2 separate regions of the Mus musculus genome follow, and region 1 is linked to region 2. Evidence: chromatin contacts called from public HiChIP or PLAC-seq data. All regions are on one chromosome and are shown on one strand. Each heading gives the region's core, a stretch centred on a gene start, on an enhancer-like site or on the middle of the called end of the contact. The rest is flanking DNA. Distances are from core to core; before and after follow the strand shown.

Region 1 (6,811 bases), core at 1,570-4,069, 180 kb before region 2:
TCTCAGTGACTGGGCAGCTTTCTGTAGCCCTTAGGGTCTCGGAGATCCCAGGCTTGTATAATAACGATGATCTTCAGGCTTGTACTATTGGACCAAGAGAAGGAAATGTGACTCTGACCCAGATGTTCATTTTGGTGTTTACATTTCATTCCCTTGGGACTTGGATCTTAGCTTTGTCCAGCTTGTAAGAGCCTGCTTATTCTTCTATGGGTCTCTCTTCTCCTTTGTAAACCCCCAGAAACTTGTCTATTTGAATCAGAGAGTTGGCTAGTTTCTTCTGATGCCTCCGAATTATGGTGACCCTCCTTCCTCAGCCTTTGTCTAGGTGCCTTGCTGTTGTCGGCTCATTTGTTGTTCTTGTTTGCAGTTTTGCTCTGGGATGAGGCTAGATTAAATTGTATATAAAATCATATTACATTCCCTGGGTAATACATAGTGGAATGACAGCCTTGAAAGCTTAAACAATCAAAGCTGAGGAAGGGAAATGAGAGCAAGCCATCGGTTAGTTGATAGTATTGTTCTTACTATGGTGGTGCAATCCCTTTCTGTTCCTTCAGCCCTTCCCCTAACTCTTCCATTGAGGTCCCTGGGCTCAGCCCAATGGTGCTGTGAGTATCTGCATCTGTATTAGTTAGGTGCTGGCAGAGCCTCTAAGGGTACAGCCATACTAGGCTCCTGCCACGAAGCTCTTCTTGACATCAACAATAGTGTCTGAGTTTGGTGTCTGCAGATGGGATGAATCCCTAGGTAGAGTGGTCTCTGGGTGGCCTTTCCTTCAGTCTCTGCTCCATTTTTTGTCCCTTCATTCCCTTTAGACAGAAACAATTCTGGGTTAAAAATTTTGAGCTAGGTGGCTGGACTGAACCACCTAGAGATCCCAGGGAGAAAAACACCAGCCAAATTGCACGCATGGAGGGACCCATGGCTCCAGCTGCATATGTAGCAGAGGAGGGCCTTGTCTGGCATTAATGGGAAGGGAAACCCTTGGTCCTGTGGAGGTCTCTGCTTGTCTTGATCATTCTCCTGGCAGGGGGATGCTAGAAATGGTGAGGCAAGAGTAGGTGAGTGGGTGGAGGAGCACCTCATAGAGGCAAAACGGAGAGGAGATGGGATGGGGAGTTGTGGAGGGGAAACTAAGAAGGGGGATATCATTTGAAATGTAAAGGAATAAAATGATTAATAAATAAGAAAGAAAGAAAGAAAGAAAGAAAGAAAGGAAGGAAGGAAGGAAGTAAGGAAGGAAGGAAGGAAGGAAGCCGTCAGTGCCGTGCTTAACCCACCATTTCAGATCTCCCTTTTGTATCAATGGAGTGATTATTAATTTGTTCTTACTTATTGATACCTAACTTGGCAGAGAGCATGGTCCCCAAGGACCCTGATTATGAAGTGGGGTTATTCCTTTTGGGTCAAAGTGAGCGCCCTTATTGCTCTGCTCAGGGCTGCTGTTTCTGGTACAGGCTGAGGGGGTGCAGGGCTGGATTGGGGAATCCCTGTTTGTGTATTGTTGACAGCAGGGGCTGTGGCTGTCTCTCTTGCATCGTTTTGTGCTGTGTCTGCTCTGTAACAAGGTGGTTACTTCATAAACAAGGCCCTCGGAATGAGAGCAATCACTGTCTTGGATCTCCCTGCTGTCTTGATCATTCTTCTGGAATTTTGCTTATTAAGTTGTTGACTTGAATAACTGGATACTGTATTCTGGCTTGCTATAAATGTTCCTGTATTAGATTAAATGTGACCAGTCTCAGTTTCTGCTCTTTCTCTGTAACCAGAAAAGAGCCTCATTATTCACCACGTTCTTTACTCTCCAGTACTGCAGCTCAGATCAGAACAGGGGTCTTTTTTCTCTCATTCCAAGACTGCAGAGAGCAGCGCCAAGGAGAAACTGTTTACGGATGACTGAGTGATTGGGTCAAGCATAAGGAAGTTGATGGTATTTGAGTTTTTAACTTTATGTCAAAAACAAAAAGCAATAAGAAAAACAAACTCCCTCAGGTTAAACTTAATGGGTTGTCTGTTCTTTTTAAAGAAAGTGTTTGAAATGCCTACAAATCAGTATAGTTCTCCACAGACATTTTCATTTCTCTGTGGTCTCCAGGATAAAGAGTAACTTCTGTCTATAATGAATGTGTGTGAGAGAGTGTACGGTGTGTGTGTGTTTGCATGTCAATATCTGTGTGTGGGTGTGTGATATGTATATGTTTGTGTGTATATGTGTGTGGTATGTGTGTGAGTGTATGATATGCATGTGCGCATATGTGTGTATGGTGTATGTGTGTGTATGGTATGCCTTGTGTGTGTATGTGTTTGTGAGTGTGTATGTATGTGTGTGTGTGGTGTGTTTGTATGTGAGAGGGTATGTGTCTATCTGGTTTGTGTATATTTTGTGTATGTGTGTGTGGTATGTGTGTATGTAGGTATATGTGTGTCTGAGTGTGTATATGTGTGTCTGAATGTGCCTGTGTATATATGTGTTTCTGTGTGTGGTGTGTATGTGTATGTGTGTGCCTGCTTGCAAGTGTGTTTCCTGCCTGCATGGCTTGCCTTACAAAACATTTTGCTTTTCTAGTTCCCATTATTATGTGAGTATGCGAAGGATAATTTATTTCATATTATTTAAAACCTTCTGAATATTATTAGCATGAGAGGAAACCATGAAAATTATGGGTTCCTGCCTCAGTATTTTAACAAATATTTACTGAGAGCCAACAAAAACAATATTTACCGCATGACTGGAAAACAAAAGTCCACAGTCCTTCCCTCCCTGGAATTTATTGTTTATGGTCTGTATTGTTTATATCAGTGAGCTCTGCAAGTGTCAACTACAGCTTGTGTGGGGCTGAGAAGGCGAGTGAGCAATAGAATAAGAATTAGGGGAGTGGATCAGGTTGGGGAGTGGGGTGTGGGGGTTGGAGATGCTCCTCCTGTATAACCAAGCAGCCAAGGTTAAGTGTGGCTGTTACCTGGTGAAAGGGACCATTGCAGGGGACATGAAGCAGTGTGGTTCAGCCCAGTTGCATGAGTGTTTATAGAATGCCTACCATACACCAGGCACTGTGCCTGGGACTCTGGAAATAAAGATGAAACAACGCATAGTTTGCCTCTGGGAAATAACTCATTCTAAGGGGCTCATTGTTGTATAATTGATGAATTTGGAGAACCCTCTATGTACTTATTTGGCTCTTCATGAACTTATTTCTCTTCTGAGTAATTTGACTCCTGTCCAAGAATTACCTCAGTAGGCAAATCTTCATCAAAAGGCCCAGCAGCTTTTTTTCTCTGTATGTTCAAGGCCTGACAAACACAGCCATAGTTTTCAGCTTCAAGTTCAACAGTGCTACCCTAGGCTTTCCCACCCATTGAATGTGTTCCCAACAGCATGCCACATGCCTTTTCAGTCTGCCAACAGTCTGGAAGAAGGAAAGCTTGATTGTCATCAAATAGCAGCTGCAGTATTACTTTTTAAAAAAGACCCATCAACTAAAATTTGAAGCTACTCATAAAAGCAAATTGTAAGACATGTATTTGTGCTTGATTAACGTTTTCATAGGAAGCATGCCTCAGGCCCTGAGTATAATGTAGAAGTAGTGTTCATATGGAGTATTAATGTATAAAGCCTAGAGTGAGAGCTGTGGCAAAAAGGTGGTGGCTGGAGCAGCAGGGGAAGAACACACCAGCATAACTGAAGGCGGTCCTCATTCACCCTGCCCATCCAAAGCACGATCCAGAATTACCCTCTATGAAGGCCAAGGCTCTTCCGTAACATCCTGGAGGTTCTCTATTACCCTAGAAATACAGTCACAATCATAGTGGAACATAGGTTGTGATCCATAGGTTGTGAGCCAGTTCTGAGTGACACACACTCCTACTCTTTTAGCTTATTGTACCAACCAACAGGTTTCTTGGCTTCCAGGAATACCATTAGTCAGTTTGGCTGGCTCCTTGGCTAACAAGCATCCACAAAGAGATGGGTCAGGAGGTCAGCGACACGAAGGTTACGTCTCAGTCCTGTCTCATGTCATTATCCTGTTCCTTTCTGCTCTTCATCTCAACAAGTCACATAGTTTTTTTGTGTCACTACATAGCTGGCCTTCCATGTTCATAGGTACTGCAGCCAGACTCAACCAGTAAGGGCTAGAAAACACTAAAGGGAAAATACATCTGCATTTAGGGCACCATTACTTTTCTCTAGTGAGTGTCCTTTTTTTTTTCTCTCTAGTGAGTTTCTCTAGTGAGTGGACTTTGGTTTTGATTTCTTCTCTGATTAAAAAAATAATCCTTAACTGCTTGACCACAACCATAAACAAACAAGCAAGCAAGCAAACAAACAGTGTCTTTACTGAACATGTTCAGACTTGAAAAAAAACATATCATTATTCCCTGCACAGTAGTCCAACTATCTGCCATAGCCTTCGCTTTGTATTAGGTATTGTAAGTAATGCAGATGTGGTTTAAAGTATGTCTGTGGTGACATCTTATATAAGAGATGTGACCATTCAAGGACTCTGGTGTCACTGGGAGAACTAGAACCAGTCACCAACTGGGCTGAGCGTGGTTCCATCTATTCATCTACAAAGGCTTGCTTGAACACAGATCTCAAGTATTTGCTTCCTCTGCCTAATTTTGGAATATCAATGTGTGCAATCATCTTTGGTATTTATGGATAAGAGGGCAAGTGATATGTCTAGGTTATAGGTGAGGACATTCTTATATTTTTCATTAATGACTCGTAGGATTTTGTAATCTGCTATCCATTCATAATGCAGACAAATAGAAAATGAGCACAGGTTCCTGTGTCTGTTTCTGAACTAAATATGTAGAAATCGATTCTGTAGAGATCTCACGAAAACATTAGCAGTGTCCTAGAATATTGGTGGTTTGAACTTATCAGTTAAGAAGGTTTTTACCATACTCCATGTGTGTGCCTGTAACAGTTACTTTTCTATTGTTGTAATAAAACACCATGGCCAAAGAAACGTCTAGAAGAAATGGTTTGTTTGGTACTGCAGTTCTAGAGTATTAGAGTCCATGATGATGGAGCAGAGACTGCAGGCTCGGCCACAGGAGCAGCAAGCTGAGAGCTCACATCCTGACTTACATGCAGAAAGCAGAGGAAACAAGTAGGAATAAGGTGTGGCTTTTGAAACCTCAAAGCCTACCTCTAGTGGTGTACTTCCTCCAGCAAAGCCATACATCCTAAAGGTACCCAAGCTGCCAGCTGGGGACCAAGAGTGCCAGCATCTGAGCCTGTGCAGAGCATTCACATTTAAACCACCACATCACACCCCCCAGCTGTGTAGGCTTGTGGCCACATCATAGTACAGTTTCATTTAGTCCAACTCCAGAATTTTCCCCATAATCTTTCACTCTCGACACTGTTTAGAAGTCGGAAGTCCAAATCCTCTTTGGAGACTCAAGACAGTCTCTTAACTATGGCCATCTGTAAAATCAAAAGGCAAGTCACATACTTCCAGTGTATAGTGGTGCAGAATATACATTATCAGTCTGAAAGGGAGTGAAAAACTACTGGACCAAAACAAGAGTGAGCCAAGCAGCACAAACATCAAATCCTGCTGTTTCATGTTCAGTGTCAAAAGGACTTAGCTTGCTCTTCCCTCCCAGATTTGTTGCCTATAATATACATCTCTTCCTTGGGCTGGTTCCACTTCCTGCATACAGCTTTCTTTGGCAGACATCCCACAGCTCTGGACACTCCAAATATGGGGTTTCCAACACAAGGCAGGCTTTATTTCCACAATTCTATTCCATAGCCCCTCAAGGCCTCCATGTAGGAGCCTGCCCCACACCTGGCCTTGGCACATCTGTGAAACTGCAGGAGAAGATTCCGCAGCTCTTTTACTCCTTCCTGCATCTTTGCGAAAGTTGGAAGACACTGCCAAACTCTGCTGCTACCCCTGTCCCCTCAAGTCACCTTTGCAGCGGGATGATGATTTGCCGTGGCAACAGAACACTCCCTAGGCCCTTTTCTTTCACAAATTGGAAGTTCAACTGGGTGAGGTGTGGCGTTGAAGGCACCTTTCACTATTGCAGTGCAGGTCAGGTCTCTCCTTTCTCTATCTCTGGCAGTGTGAGAGGAACAGAGGCCACGGAGATGGCTGCTGGAATAGCAAGCTGAGAACTCACATCAGGAGCTACCTGCAGGAAGCAGAGAGAACAAACCTGGAATGGTGTGTGGCTTTTGAAACCCAAAGCTCACACCCAGTGACATTCTTCCTCCAGCAGGGTCACATCTCTTAAGCATTCCCAAGCATTGTTGCCAATTGGGGACCAAGTAGTCAAACAGCTGAGCCTATGGGGAACACTGTCATTCAAACCATCACAGTGCCCGTAGGCTCAGTTACTTGAGAGCCTAAGGCAGGAGGATCACAAGTCTAGGTTATTTAGGACAATGCAGGGAGACCTTCAGATTGAAACAAAGCAGAAATTAAAAAACAGCAAATATCAGTGCTAGAGTCTTTGGTAAGTGTGAGGATGGGGGTTCCACTATGGGTACAAAACAACATTTTTAAGGACTTTCTTTTAAGAAATTAAGTTGGAGACACCATTAAATAGCCTTTCACAAAATTTAAAATACTCTTCCTGTTCACAATTTATAAACGCTTGGGAAAACTCAGTGTGTTTCCTTCCCTTAACAATTCCAAATTCCTGTCAAGAGTTACCAACTCTGTTGAAGCTAGCTCTGACTTTTGTCCTCGGTTTCTAAATGAAGTTGATGAAAACTGCTGTAGCCGATCTGGGAGCAAACTGCCCACGCTGCCTCATTCCAGATTATCCTAGATAAAGGGATTTGCAT
Region 2 (7,173 bases), core at 4,250-6,749:
TAACTTATTAGGGATTTCTCTTTTTGCTGATAAGATGATATAAACATTTCATTCATGAATAGTAAGTACCTTCTAATATAGGGCAAGAGAAATGGCTCAGTGGTTAAGAGGACTTGCTACTCATGCAGAGAACCTGGTCTTGGTCCCCTGTGCTGAAATAGTAGTTCAAGGCTATCTATAACTCTAGTTTCAGAAGATCTGGCACCTTCTTCTGGCTTACACTGGCACCAGATGTGCATGTAGTGCATATACATATGTGTAGGCAACACACTCATACACATAACATAAAAGAAGTATGACTTTTAAAAGACTTAGAATAAGACAATGTCTAAAGACTGCACCACCCCCCATTTCTTTCAACCCTTCACACCAATTCCAATATTACACTCATTCTTCTTGCTTTGTAATCATCAGGGTGAATATTCTTTGATGCAATCCTAATATATAACCTTATCTCTTTAATATAAATTCTAGCTGTGGAGCAGAATTAAAGTGGGTGCATCTAAAAAGCCAATGACCTTCAATTTGATGGCTCCCTCGTTTCTGTGCCAGGACTCTTCCTCTCCCCTGCAGTTTGGTGTAGAAATAATCTCTCATGCACTGTGTGGAAGCGTCATGTGTCCATAAAAATCTGATGGTCTATTAGCAAAAGGCAGGAAGTAATTGTGAGTGATTGGAACTCTGGGAGATAGTCAGAGGCAGAAGATTTGCTCCATGGACTCTGAGGATGTCAGATGTATAAAACTGATGAGAGGTAACTAGCCTTGTGTAGATCTAGTAGCTGATTGTGGGACTGAAAGGCAACCTGTTTTCTGGTCGAGCTAGGTTCAAACCCCAGAGACCCAACAAATTAATCTGCAAGGGACAGAAGGCCCGTTTGCCATGCTCCCAGACATAGGCTCCTGACACAAGGACTCAACTCCATCATTCTGTGGCCTTCAGTCACATAGGCTGTCCAGGCTCCACCCTCACAGTTACCCTGTAATAGCAAGATAGCCCCGCCCACTATAAAAGGGGCTGTTTGGCCCCTCCTCTTCTCTTGCATCTCTTGCTTTCTCTCTAGCCCTCTTGCTCCCTCTCTTCCCCTCCCTTCTCTCCTCTCTTCATTTGGCCATGGCTTCCCTCTGCCTCTTTCCCTCTCCCTCTCCCTCTCCCTCTCCCTCTCCCTCTCCCTCTCCCTCTCCCTCTCCCTCTCCCTCTCCCTCTCCCTCTCCCTCTCCCTCTCCCTCTCCCTCTCCCTCTCCCTCTCCCTCTCCCTCTCCCTCTCTTTCCTTTTCTATAATAAAGCTCTAAAACCAGACAGTCTCTATGCAGGAACAGTGGAATAGACCTTCTCCTAAAGAGCCACATTTAATCTCCCACAGGAAGGTCTCCCAGCGTTTCTAGCCACCGGACCAGACCAAAGACTTTCGCCCAAGAAGGAACCACCCAGCACCTTCTCCCCTTGCCCCTTCTCCCTGGGGCTGATTGAGCCACCCCTGGTGCCCCCACTTTGTTCTCAGCTCTTCTGTGACATCCAGCAGTGTCTGGGACGTCTGAAACTGAGAACCTGCAGTCTCTGGCCTCCATGAGGCCCAGAGACCCCAGAGTCAACTCTTCTTTGGTACTCAGTGGTCTGTGGTGCCTGAGAGTTGGAGCTGAGACGCGCCTTCCCCCCACCCCCACTCCTCGGAGCGGTCCCGCAGCCTGTGAGGCCTGACTCCCATTCCGTGATGGTTCCCGTGGCAGTCTCCCCAAGCTCTGGTGGGATGTGGGTCTCTCCCACCCCTTTATTTCCCCATGCCTGGTGCCCCACAGCTGATCTGAACAGAAGAAGCATGTAAGTAATTTTCAGGGCTGGGGAGATGGTTCTGTGCATTAAGTGCTTGCTGTGCAGGCACACAGTACTCAACACAGATGCCTAGCACTCACACAGAAGCTTGGTATGGCTACACATTTGCAACCTCAGAGCTGGGGACTAAAGATGGAAGATCCCTTGATTTCCTGGCCCACCAGTGTATCTGAAACAGCAAGCTTCAAGTTCAGTAAGAAACCATGTCTCAAAACTCAAGGTGGGCAAGTGATTGACATCAACTCTGGGCCTCCACATACATGCACACGGTGAGCACACATGTACCCAAACCCCTCATCCATGTCTCAGAGCAAGAAGTAAAATTGCAAAGAGGTGAATTTTAGATGATGCAAGTGCTAGCAATTTGGATATTCAAGTAGGCATTATGTTGTACACAACACACTACAGTTTTAGATATATAATGCATATCTGTGAAAGAATTAAACAGTGAAATGCAGTAGGAAATTGAATAATTCTAACCTTAGGAAAAGAGCATCCAAGCAAATGTACTTACCTTACACATATCAATATGTGAGTATTTTCATAAATGCATATTACATGCCTAAATATGCTATGTAATGTCATCAAATGTATTCTCTTTCATAGAACATAATGTAGATATTGTGTAGATAGGATAAATCATAAGGTGGGGTTGTATACAGGCTGGAAGTATGGTGAACACAGGGTTTCTCATGTATTTTGACTTCCATGATTACAAAGAGGAAATGCTTTGGGAGTACATGGAGACAAGGGACAGACGATGGCCATTTGGGAAGCATGATCAGTTTTTCCAGTGTCTTAACAGTTGATGTAAGTTTAGATTTACAAGGATTCTGCTAAGTTTTCATTTCATTTAGACCCAAAGTCCCTTTCCTGTGGTTTTGAAACTGAATAGTTCACTTCTCCTTTGCATGTCAAATTCCCTGGAATGCTTCTGGATTTTCATTGTTATGCAACTTGGGTGTCTGCACATGGCTTTTCTTTAGAGACACATGCTTTTCAGAAGTGTAAATACTCAGTTGGTGGTCCAAAGACTTGTATAATATTGCCCCCAAACACCACTGAAACGACACAGAAATGTCAAGATTAGTTTAGCCACAAAGACCATGGGGAAAGCCATTTTAGTTGAAATCCCACTGGTAGTGAACAGAAGTCAAGTTGGAGTCACACACCATTCCTGACAAAATCAGGATAACACAACAGTTTGACTCCCAAAATGGGGATTGGGCTATGGAGAAAATAAAAATATTAGAGGAAGTGACCCCGATAAATATTGACTTTCTGGCAAGTTTGGGTCTCTCCAGGCTAAATAAAAATATGAGGCTTTTTAGTGACACTTGACCTATGAAATCATCTCCAATAATATTATAATACCCTGGACAAGAACTGCAAAACAAATGAATGTCCGAATGAAGCCAAGTTATTACAAGAGCATCTGACTAATTTTCTCCATATTATGCTTGCCTCCCCAGCTTGGAGTTTCTGGTTTATAGGAATTTCAATATGTCGATGACATGAACTTAGAGGATAATACCGGGAAGAGTAAGCATAAACAGGACACAACACTAGAGCAACATTTGAATTCAGAGAGGAAGAAGAAGAACAGTATGGAAGGCCTGAGAGTGCATGAGAGACAAGACATGAGTATTCTTGTTTGCATCTCTCTTAAACGCTACCCCCAAAATTCTAATTTCTAAGTTTCCACTCATCTCTGGATTCTTGTAAACAAAAGCCAAAATCTGAAGTTGCCCTGCCTGTTCTTCTTTCTCTCATCTTAAACTCGCCTAGGTTTGTTGTGAGGATAATATTCTGTAGGAGAAGACAACTAGGAAACATTGTGCATGGATCCCTAAACAACACTGCCAATGCATACATTGTTACTGAATGTAAGACAGAAGAAAAACATCACTTCTCAGTTCCCAGTATGATACATTGAAGAGTCCAAGAAGCAGGGTGTGCCCCTCTACTCAGAGGGATTTCAAACTCAGTCAAGGAAACGGACCGGACTGTAAGAAATGAATTTAGGGATGTCTAAGAGATTATCGCAGGAGGAGGTTCTGTCTGCAGGTCCAGAACTAAATCTCGAACTTTATAAAATCTTGTTCTTTATCCAGGAGGGATATTCTTTCAGATCCAGGAGAGCAGGACACTCTGAGACAAACGAACCATGGTCTGATTGATGCAGGATGCTTTTCCTGAGTTTCCGGACAACTGTGCATGAAGTAGAGGGCTGGATACATTTCAGAGTTCCTGCCAACTGAATATAATACATCAATAAATGCCATCAACTCCGCCTATATAAAACCTTTCACTTTATCAAATATTAACTGGACACCTTTATTTTTAACCATTCAGAAAGAACCCACTACAATAGTTTTCTTCAGATATTAAGGTGATAAAATGGTGGTTTGGTTGACTGATTGAACTCACTTTGCAAACAGTTGTGGTTTTATAGAGACATGACTTGGCTTCAAAAGCCTTCCTTCTTTTCCAGTTTGGTTTATGACTCATTGGAGAGCCATGCAAAGGCAGTAGGCTCAGGCCCCGCATGTTAATGTTTTAGCGATAATTCCCACTGGGCTCATGAATGAACTCATTGAATGAACAAGTGATAGACAAGAGGGGGAAAGAATGTTAAAACCCAAGGTAATCACACAGGGAAGCCCAGAGGCACAGTGCCTTCAGTACCACCTAATATTCCACAATTCCCTGGGCAAGTCACTTCAGGGTGAAGAGGGGTCCCCAGTGCTGAGTCCAGAGTTCTTAATGGTCTTCTTGCTCCTCTGTACATTAAAAACAAGTTTACTAAGTCCAGAGAAACAACTCCTTTTTCTTCCTCGTCTTCCTCCTCCTCCTCTTCCTTGCTTTTCCTCTTCCTCCTTTTTCTTCCTCCGTTCCTCCTTTTTCTCCTCCTTAAATCTGGAGCTCAGGAAAATCTAGATCTGGGTCTTCTTCTATATAACTATATGGTATCCTATACGTTACACTTATTGTGTATACCCGAATCTTGGTTTTTAAACCCAAGTGATTTGAAATCTCTAGCCCTTTCTAGATAAATTTGTTCTGTGGTTGAAAAAAAAAAAAAAAAAAAAAAAAAAAAAAAGGCTCCTCTCGGCTCCTGATTTGAATACCACGTTGCAGCCTGATGTGAATTAAACTGTCTGGGTTATAAACTGGCTACAGACTAAGCTCCTAATGGAAGCAGCCAGTGACCCTTGGCAGCAGCCACACTTGCAGTTCCCGCTATAGTATTCAGTTACGGCTCTGCTCCCCAGCCAGCATCTGCCTGTTATATAACTGTGACTGTTGCTGGATTACTTAATCCCTTTGCCTAACCCTAATTGCACAGTTTGCTTGCGGCTTCAGTAATACCTGTCTCTCTCCAGCGACACACTCCAAGGGTAGATGTGGCTGCCACCGCCAAACCCTGCTCTCGCTGAGTTAAAATAACACTGTCATGTGGAACTTGCAAATGCCACCCATTGTAGAAGACATTATTTCCTTCTGTCTTTTTCTAGTTGGCAAGGGAGTCCTGCCCAAAATGACCTAGCACTAGGAAAAATTCTAACAAATAATAAAGTTGTCCCGCCCAGGTACAGTACATACTGTCCTCTGACTTACCGCACAAAGAAAGCAAGGGGGCAGGCAGCTGGAGACATCCGGGGGAGTCACAGAGAGATGATTCACCTTAAATACAAGGCTTACATCAAATTGGAGCCACGAGTCTTACCAATGTGCTCAGCCTGCAAGCCTTTTCATCCAAGGAAACCGATTAACTCTACTTATCAGAAGGGTAGATCTAGGAGATTAGAACCAATATACCTATATATTCCACAGAACATATTAACCTATGCTTCTTGTTTTTATTTTGTTCTACTAGTTAAAGTGTTGAATTCCTAGTTTAGAAAGTACTGGTAAGTAGAAAACAAAAACAAACAAACAAACAAACAAACAAACAACCACACCAAAATTCCCCAAAGAATCAAAATAGATAAAAACCTTACAATCAATCTTTTTTTCAATGTATGCTAATATTAACACAATAAAACATATTGACTGTTTATGAAATCTTTATTATTGTCATAAATATCTATATTTTAATCTATGAATATTTTATATTGTATGTTCAATTATTCATAATATATATCCATTCTCTGCCTATCTGAAATTTAGATTATTATATCTAAATTTTTTAAGAATGAAGAATGTAATGAAAATCTTTCTTATTTTTGAGATAGTGTCCCACTACATAGGTCCATATAGCCTGGAACTCACTCTGTAGACTATGTTGGCCTTGTGCTCACAGAGATTTGCTTGCCTAAGACCCTTCAGTGATAGGATGAAGGGTTTTGGGTGGGGGTTTCCCCACTAGGTTCTATCAATACTACAGAGGTTGGATATATAGCATAACAACTAACTCTAAAAACCATCGCTAGAATTTTAGTTATAGGAGAGAATCCTAGGGGGTCCATTATACTGGTAGAAATTATACAAAGGAGGATAGAAAATACCAGCATAAAATACAAGGTATTTTAATGTTGGTTTCCTTTAAATGTCTTTTTCTTTCCTTTTGATTTTTTCAAGATGAAAGTCTCTGGTTGCCAAGGGTAGCCTCGAACTCCCCTTGTAACTGATGATGATGTAGAACTCCTGATCTACTGCCTCTATCATGTGCAGCCCCAGTGCTGGCACGGTGGCCACGCACCACCAGAGTTTGCTGTGAAGATAAAGATGAACCCCAAGACAATGCAAGTCAGATCAGAAGCCCAGCTTAGCTTCATTCCCAGGGCCTTCTTCTTGCTTAGTTATTTAGTATTTTAAAATCACTAGTTTTACAAATCCTAAAAATCTAAACACTTCTCTCAAAAAGCAAAGATGTAACAACTATAGGTATCAAACTATTAATGCAAAACAAGATTTACAAATAACAATTTATGTAGAAACTTAACCACCATGTGATTAAAGCATATGAAAACAAATGCATTAGTAAAACATTCCAGCCTCCAAAATGAACGAGGCAGTTCTCTCACAGAGCACTGGAGTGCGATCCTGCCCTCCTCCATCTTCAGTCCAGACCCTCCTTATCCTCGTCCTCCCCATCTGCTCCCCTCTCCTCTTTCTTCTTCTCTTCTTGCTTGACTAGACTGTCTCTACTTTCAGAGATTTTTGTTTCTGTTTCTTTCTAATAATCTCAATTTTTACCTAGTCTTGTTTCATATGTAATTATTTGCATATGAACTTTGACTTCTAAGTTCAGATGAAGAGCTATTCTGTATGACCCAAAAGGCTTCCTGTTTCCCTATTAGGAAAAACCATTATGTTTGCTAGTCTTCAGTTCGACA

Evidence for each region. HiChIP or PLAC-seq counts read pairs in DNA pulled down with a chosen protein or histone mark.
Region 1: a contact with region 2 is called in an H3K27ac HiChIP or PLAC-seq map of embryonic fibroblasts, with 17 read pairs. The contact joins two enhancer-like sites. A contact is called at or near these places in 9 of 39 promoter capture datasets (the HPC-7 cell line, embryonic stem cells, frontonasal cranial neural crest and 5 more), 12 of 484 Hi-C or Micro-C datasets (the C2C12 cell line, the G1E-ER4 cell line, beige adipocytes and 6 more), 8 of 115 datasets of contacts at active chromatin or transcription factors (bone marrow-derived dendritic cells, differentiating embryonic stem cells, embryonic fibroblasts and 4 more) and 1 of 9 other capture datasets (embryonic stem cells).

What each region holds. Positions count from the first base shown.
Region 1 is chr10:24,568,694-24,575,504 of GRCm38.p6, reverse strand. All of the region lies in intron 3 of Gm15270 (predicted gene 15270), which reads left to right. Gm36089 (a long non-coding RNA gene) reads right to left here. Exons shown (of 4, transcript XR_871524.2): 4 at 5,610-6,153. It also overlaps the pseudogene Gm6893. Among named protein-coding and RNA genes, the nearest start is that of Gm36089, 19 kb to the right of the region's middle. Within about 2 kb of position 2,819, at least 22 of the 459 cell types and tissues checked have an H3K27ac peak or open chromatin away from gene starts, as enhancers often do. A contact at or near this core is called in embryonic fibroblasts and uterus, where this site is marked.
Region 2 is chr10:24,394,522-24,401,694 of GRCm38.p6, reverse strand. The region is part of intron 3 of Gm15270 (predicted gene 15270); the gene reads left to right. Among named protein-coding and RNA genes, the nearest start is that of Gm40615, 63 kb to the left of the region's middle. Within about 2 kb of position 5,499, at least 66 of the 459 cell types and tissues checked have an H3K27ac peak or open chromatin away from gene starts, as enhancers often do. A contact at or near this core is called in embryonic fibroblasts and uterus, where this site is marked.